Regions from separate parts of the Hordeum vulgare genome. Here region 2 is linked to region 1. Evidence: chromatin contacts called from public Hi-C data. All regions are on one chromosome and are shown on one strand. Each heading gives the region's core, a stretch centred on a gene start, on an enhancer-like site or on the middle of the called end of the contact. The rest is flanking DNA. Distances are from core to core; before and after follow the strand shown. Region 1 holds the start of LOC123395728 (protein IQ-DOMAIN 12-like). Region 2 holds the start of LOC123399503 (calmodulin-binding receptor-like cytoplasmic kinase 3).

Region 1 (3,232 bases), core at 200-2,699:
AGGAGGCGGCCTACATGGAACACTCGCGACAACGCCGGGTGAGGGAGGAGGGCAAAGAGGCCCGGCGGGTCGAGTTGCTGGAGCACGAGGCTGAAGCCGAGTAGGAGGAGCGTCGTGCTGCCCAACGAGTGCCGGTGCAACCACCGACGGACGACGTCGTCGCCGCCTAGGAGATGGTCTTCCCCTAGGCTGGCCCGACGCCGACGCTCGTCGACCTCACTGGCCTCGACGACGATGATGACGGCGCCTAGGGCAGCGCGACTCCTCATTTTTAGTTTATTAAATTTTATGTTTTAAATGTAATGTGAACTATCGTTGGCCTTTCAGGCCAGCTTAAATGTTTAATTGGTGGTTTTATGTTTTCCCAAAATGTTATTTTTTGTCCCCCCTAAAAATGGGGCGTCGGACGCATTGGGCGCAAGTGCCGGCCAATTGCACAAGCGGGCACGGATGTCCGCCGGGCCTATTCAAACAAACAAAATGCGGATAAAAGCGTCGTTTGTTTGGGTCAGCGCGTCGAGTTGCTCTTAGAGCAACTCTAGCAGGCCCGCATATAAGCGGAAGCGGTTGGTGGGAGGAACATTTCAGCCCGCGCGTGGTGTGAAAAAGCACATTCCATGAATATGTTTTTTTACCGATCCGTTATGCAGGGTCTGCATCCGCGGCCGTGTCGCCAGCCCGCAAAGACATTTTTTCACGAACTGCAAACGACGGATGCGGGGTCTGCTAGAGTTGCTCTTACTGCCTTAAATATATTTGTGTGTAGAACTTCGTCTTGATTGGTTTTTTAGTGTTACGAACATATGTCCTTTTGTCCTAATTAAGTATTCTCTTTCGGTTCCAGAATGAATAAAATCAGCATACCCTATGTTTCTTGATCAGATCAGCGATCGATGAAGTGAAGCGCCCACAAACAGACTTTGATCCATGCCTTTACAGCCGTGCAATTGTAAAGGCGGGCTTTCCCTTTTTCTCCTGCGTCCTTCCACCCCATTGTTTATTTGTCAAGTTGGCACCCACCGGATTGTTTGTACCAAAAAGACCGATGCAAAACGCATTAAGAGTGACGGCTCCAGTTTGTGCAAAATAGCACTGATTTTTATGATATAGTACCTGACATCAGTTTTCACACCCTGCTAGTTCTGAAAGGGCTCGTTGCAAATGGGCCATCCTATTCCTATTCCTATATAAACAGTGGACTCGGAGAGAAACCGTGTGTGTCCCAAGTTCTTACACATCATGTGGGGTTCTGGTTCGCTCAGACAGTGAGCAAGACGGCCAATTGCTGGCTCCCCACTGGAATTTGGTTCCCACATGTGGCAAGCACGAATCTGATCTGCCTACATCAGGCCACCCCTCTCTGCCATCAGCTCCACAAGAAGCTGCTGAGAGACTGAGGCGTTCTTGGATCCCCTACAAGGTACTTCGAATTCACTTTCCTTTCCCTCTCCATCTACATCTCTCTCTGCTCACCCCCCCTGTTCCTTCCTCCGTATATTGGTTGCATTTCTCTCCCAGTGCTCCAGATGCTCTCTTCGGTTCAGAATCAGACGCAATGGGAGCAGGTCTCTATCATTGTTTGCTTGTGCTGCGAGTGCGACCTGTCTTCCAGTTTGTTGCATCGAAATCCTGTTTCCGAAAATGATTCCCAGGAGAAAGCACAAGCCACGGGCTAGCCCAAATCCAACGCTCTATATTTCTTCCTCCTCGTGCTCTTTCTTGATTTGCACATGGACAGTGACTTGCGTTGCCAGCAAAGAGCCATCCTGCTAGGCCTTTTGCCAACATCTCCGTAGATCGTACGACTGTGACATACGATCTACCGCCAATCCTCGCGCCTTTTATACGTTTCTGCTGAATGGTGGTTTGTTTCTCCCTTGTTCCAGACATACCAGAGCAGGTAGACAGAAGAATGGAGAGGAAGAAGAAGGGGTGGTTCGAGCGCATCAAGAGGCTCTTCATCTCCGAGCCCAAGCAGAAACCCAAGCCAGACAAGGTATCGTCCCAATCTTGTTTCTTACAACTCGGGAAAATTCAGGTAAAAGTACAGGTGATTCCACGGTACAAGATTTTCCGTTCATTTTTCAGAAGGTGAAGAGCAAGAGATGGCTGGTGGGGAAGCTCAAGACCCAGCACTCGTTTGCCCTGCCAGCTCCGGAGCCGGAGCCGGAGCCGGCGACGGATCAGATTCAGATAAGGCAGGCGGAGGAAGAGCAGAGCAAGCACGCGGTGGCGGTCGCGCTCGCCACAGCGGCGGCCGCAGAGGCGGCCGTCGCGGCCGCCCACGCGGCCGCGGAGGTGGTCCGCCTCACAGGGCCGCCCTCGCCGGCGCCGACGCGTGAGCGTGACCCCACGTATTCCGGCCACGAACTGTTCGCCGCCGTCGCGATCCAGTCAGCGTACCGTGGATACCTCGTAAGTAGCAAGCATTCTGGTTGGGCAAGGAAATTAAAGCTGGCTCTGTCTTGTAGTAACGGTGTGTGGGCGCAGGCGCGGAGGGCACTGCGCGCGCTCAAGGGCCTGGTGAGGCTGCAGGCGGTGATCCGCGGGCAGGCGGTGCGGCGGCAGACGGCGGCGACGCTGCGGGGCCTCGAGTCGCTGGTGAAGATCCAGGCCCGGCAGCGGGCCAGGGCCGACGTCGAGCACGAGCACGAGCACGGCGGCGACGGCATGGACGCCCTGCTGAGGAGAGGCCGGGAGCTGTACGCGGCCGCGCTGCAGGTAAGTTTCACTGGTCATTTTTTTTTCTCGAGAAAACAAAGAAATGTTTCACTGGTCGTCACTCTGCTGCGGCGCGTGGTGGATGATCGATCGTCGGCCGGTGTGGATGGATCCGGCGGCGAACGTGCGAATGATTTGCGACGCACATGCATGCATGCGGCTGCTGCTGGATCTGCATGTGATGTGGGTTAAAGTTGGCAGCAGTCACGTCGTCGATGTGTCTCCTTCCTTGCTGCTGCCGCAGCTTTGACATCCTCCTCCTCCTCCCCCTGATGTGGATGTGGACCACTAGTGACTAGTTCTAGGAGTGGTACGTACACGCATGCATGCATGCATACGCATGTGGGCGATGTTGGTGTTCATGTGATGTGCCTGTCGAGTCGAATGTGCGCTGCCAGCCCACATTATTCGCTTGCGTTCCGCAACGTGGTGTGTCCGCGGTTCAAAAGAAAAGGTAGTAGTGCTGGGGTCAAAAAAGAAAAGAAAAGTGAGATCGCATATTTCGACCGCA
Region 2 (3,269 bases), core at 548-3,047, 440 kb before region 1:
GTAACTAGAATACCTACAAGGAACTAGGTAACGAATTAATTATGGAAATAAGCAGTCAAATTCAAGCTGAAGATGACAAGAACCTGAGTGGTGGGCCTGTACACTCACGGCTCACACTAACAGATATAGTCAGTCTGGCATAGAATAGAAGTGGCATTCCCACAGAACTAAACGTCTACAGCAAAACTAAAGAATAATAGTAGGATGCATGAATGCTAGTGTTACACGAAGTACCAACAACAGCTTCCATCAGTACAATTCATGTCTTGTAAACAGAATCATTCAGTACAATGCATGTGTTTGGTATTGTAGTGCATTATGATAATTGATAATCCTATTTGTCTTAACCAGCTTTTGCCGATTTTATCATTTGTATAATCTGTTCTTTTCCTATTGCTGTGCCGATCTTTTCATGTTTGATCATAAAATTATAATATAGGTTCAGCACAGCACAATCCAGCAACCGCAATCAGGCATTTTAAGCCAAATACTTGATTGTCATTTTGTTCATTTTCAGTAGTCACTTTGTTCATTACTACATCGGTGCATGCTAGCAAATGGCCAAAGTTCCATAGATAATTGCCAATGACTAGTCTGAGAAAAATAACAAAAGAAGATATACTGCCGTACTTATTATTATAATAAAGGGCCCCTATTGTAAATTCACTATAGGATAGCATTTGCAACTAAAGGTAATCCTCAACCAACCGAATCATATTTTCAACTGACATCACCATGAGCGCAATTCAAGCTCTAATACAAGCATAAACGTATGGAACGAACTGCAGACACAACTGAAGCTAGAAACCTAGAAGCGACTCACCATAGCTAGATTGACTCCCATCATCGCTGCAGTAGCGCATCCACGCACCCCTCCAGGATTGCGACCGCTCATCGCAGCTGAGGCAACCACTCCCAAAGTAGGACCGGAGCCTGTCGCAGCCTTGAGCACGGTCCTTCACCAAAACCCCATTGATGGACAGGTTTTGACGGCCGTCAGAGGTCTCCAAGATGGAAACTTGCTCATCCCCACAGGTCCATGGAAGGGTTGGCTCGGACCCGGAAACCAAAGCCAGAGACGAGCACAAAAGGAAGAGCAGAGCGAGGAGAAGAGCCAGAGGAGACATGGAGACAGCAAACTGGACCGTGAAATTCACAAGTATCTCATCCCCGAGACGAGCATATGCTACTTAAAAATGGGGATACAAGAGTGGCCGCAGCGAAGTTTGCATCCCCTTTCTCCTCCAACTCAACGAGGACGATTGTTTTGCCTCCAAGAAGACGAAATGAAGTCAAATCAAATCAAGGAAGTGAATCGGGCTATTCCGCGGCGGATGAACTAGACGCCAAGAGCGAGAGAGAGAGAGTAGAAAATCTTGACCGATTGGAGCGAGCGACCCAGCACAAAAACAACAAGACAAGCAAATCTAATCTGGGCTGAGCAGGAAGCAGAACGCCGACTAATCTGGCCACTTTGCTACTCGAGGATCGGAGCTGTGGGGATCAATCGATAGAGCGAATGGGTGGTGCTCAGATCGGGAGAAAGGAAGGGGAGAAGAAAAGTGAGGAGCAGTTGGGGGACGGATGGAAAAGAAGAAAGGAGATATCTTTGCAGCTGAGCTGAAGTGAAGCCTGCCCGAAGAAGGTGGGAAGAGTTGGAGGGTCAAGGCAGAGACCGGAGAGGCGGGGTGGGGTGGGAACCGGCGGCGCCGGTAACTTCCGGGTGGCAACTGCGGACCGGGGTGCGAAACTTCTAGCAGGTGGCAGCGTCACTGGCTGCTGCCAGATGGGACAGGTTGCTCAGCTTTCTCTTTCTAGACTAGCTATAAATGCCCGTGCAGGGATAGAAAAAAAACTACTCCCTCCCTTCTTAAATACTCCTATAAGACTGGCCATAGTGGGGGTATCATGCCCGGATAGAGAAATAGACTACCTAAGGCCTCGTTTGGTTAAGGAGGTTTTGAAAGGGAGGGATTTCAGAGGATTGGGTGAATCTCTTTGTTCCACCCAATCCTCTCAAATCCCCAGGATTTTGCTTCCACTAGTACCCCAAAAAGGGTTTTGAAACACATGGATAGGAAGAGACTGAAGGGGAACGGAGGGGATTGGGCTAAGCAAACCCCTCTTACCAAATGAGCGTCCGAGGATCTGTGAGGTTTCTGGCCCTCCCGGGGATTTTCCTCTCAAAACCTCCCCAATCCCCCTTAACCAGACGAGGCCTAAGGCCTTTTTTGACAGGAAGGGGTTGGGGAGGATTGTGGAGGGGGAGGTTTCAGAGGATTGGGTGAATCCCTTCCTTTCACCCAATCCTGTCAAACCCCCTCAATTGTCAAATCCCCGAGCCATGAGATAAGGTTTCTGAACCGCATGGGTAGGAAGAAATCGAGGAGATTAGAGAGGATTGAAGGGGTTTGCTCACCACAAACCCTGTCCACCAAATGGACATGCGGGAAATTGCAGAGTTTCTGATCCCCTCGGGGATAATCCCCTACAAACCTTCTCAAACCCTGCGCACCAAACAAGGCCTAAGGAGGTGTTTGGCAACACAAAGGGTCACGGTAACGGTAACGTAATCAGATCACAGTGTTTAAGGAGGTGTAATGAGATTTTTTTAAGTTTGTTTGTTTCCCGTTCAGGTAGAGGAATTGCTTACCATCGCTCTGTTCTTGCTCGTCCCTACTGCTTACCAGCCACCATCGTCCCCGTAGATGGCTCTGCTCTTGCTCGCCCCGGACCGAGCCGACCAAGATCTCAAACACCGCCAACCGTTCCCAAATCCAGCCCCCAACCGCTGGATCTTGTGCCACACCGGCCATCTTGACCATGTGCGCTGGCGACCGCCACCGATCTCAAGCGCCGCAGCCTTCCTGGTCATAAGCGGCGCCGGCTGTCTTGATCTCCACAAGGAACTCGTTCAGTTCGTCAGGGAGCCATGGATGTCGGCGAAGGTAGTTGTTGCAAGGGAGGCGGAGGGGGGCTCGAAGGGGTTTGGGAGGCATTGACGTCGGACTCGAAGGGGATTTTGGAGGCGGCGACGGACGAGGCAAAGGGGGCTGTGCGGGAGGAGAGGGCTCGTGGGGCAGGAGGATGGCTTGGGCTTGGTACCGTGACCTTACCGGTGGGGCTTGGGCGGTATCAAGCGATGACTGGGCCGGACCTGTTTACAGAGGGATGTGTTTACGATGTCGAGTTAACAAATGCTAGTAACGTTTCCCTTTTACGACATAAACAGTTGACGGGCGAAAATCTCTGAAACAAACACCTAATAA

The links. A called contact is a pair of places that touch in the nucleus more often than the background predicts.
Region 2: a Hi-C map of seedling shows a contact between it and region 1, with 4 times the contacts expected there. The contact joins the promoter of LOC123399503 here to the promoter of LOC123395728 in region 1. A contact is called at or near these places in 3 of 6 Hi-C or Micro-C datasets (leaf and seedling) and 1 of 1 datasets of contacts at active chromatin or transcription factors (embryo).

What each region holds. Positions count from the first base shown.
Region 1 is chr5H:353,351,589-353,354,820 of MorexV3_pseudomolecules_assembly, reverse strand. It overlaps LOC123395728 (protein IQ-DOMAIN 12-like), which reads left to right and starts at 1,449. Exons shown (of 6, transcript XM_045090755.1): 1 at 1,449-1,565; 2 at 1,887-1,996; 3 at 2,089-2,415; 4 at 2,491-2,721. The coding sequence starts at 1,556.
Region 2 is chr5H:353,790,399-353,793,667 of MorexV3_pseudomolecules_assembly, reverse strand. It overlaps LOC123399503 (calmodulin-binding receptor-like cytoplasmic kinase 3), which reads right to left and starts at 1,797. Exons shown (of 7, transcript XM_045093908.1): 1 at 824-1,797. The coding sequence starts at 1,127.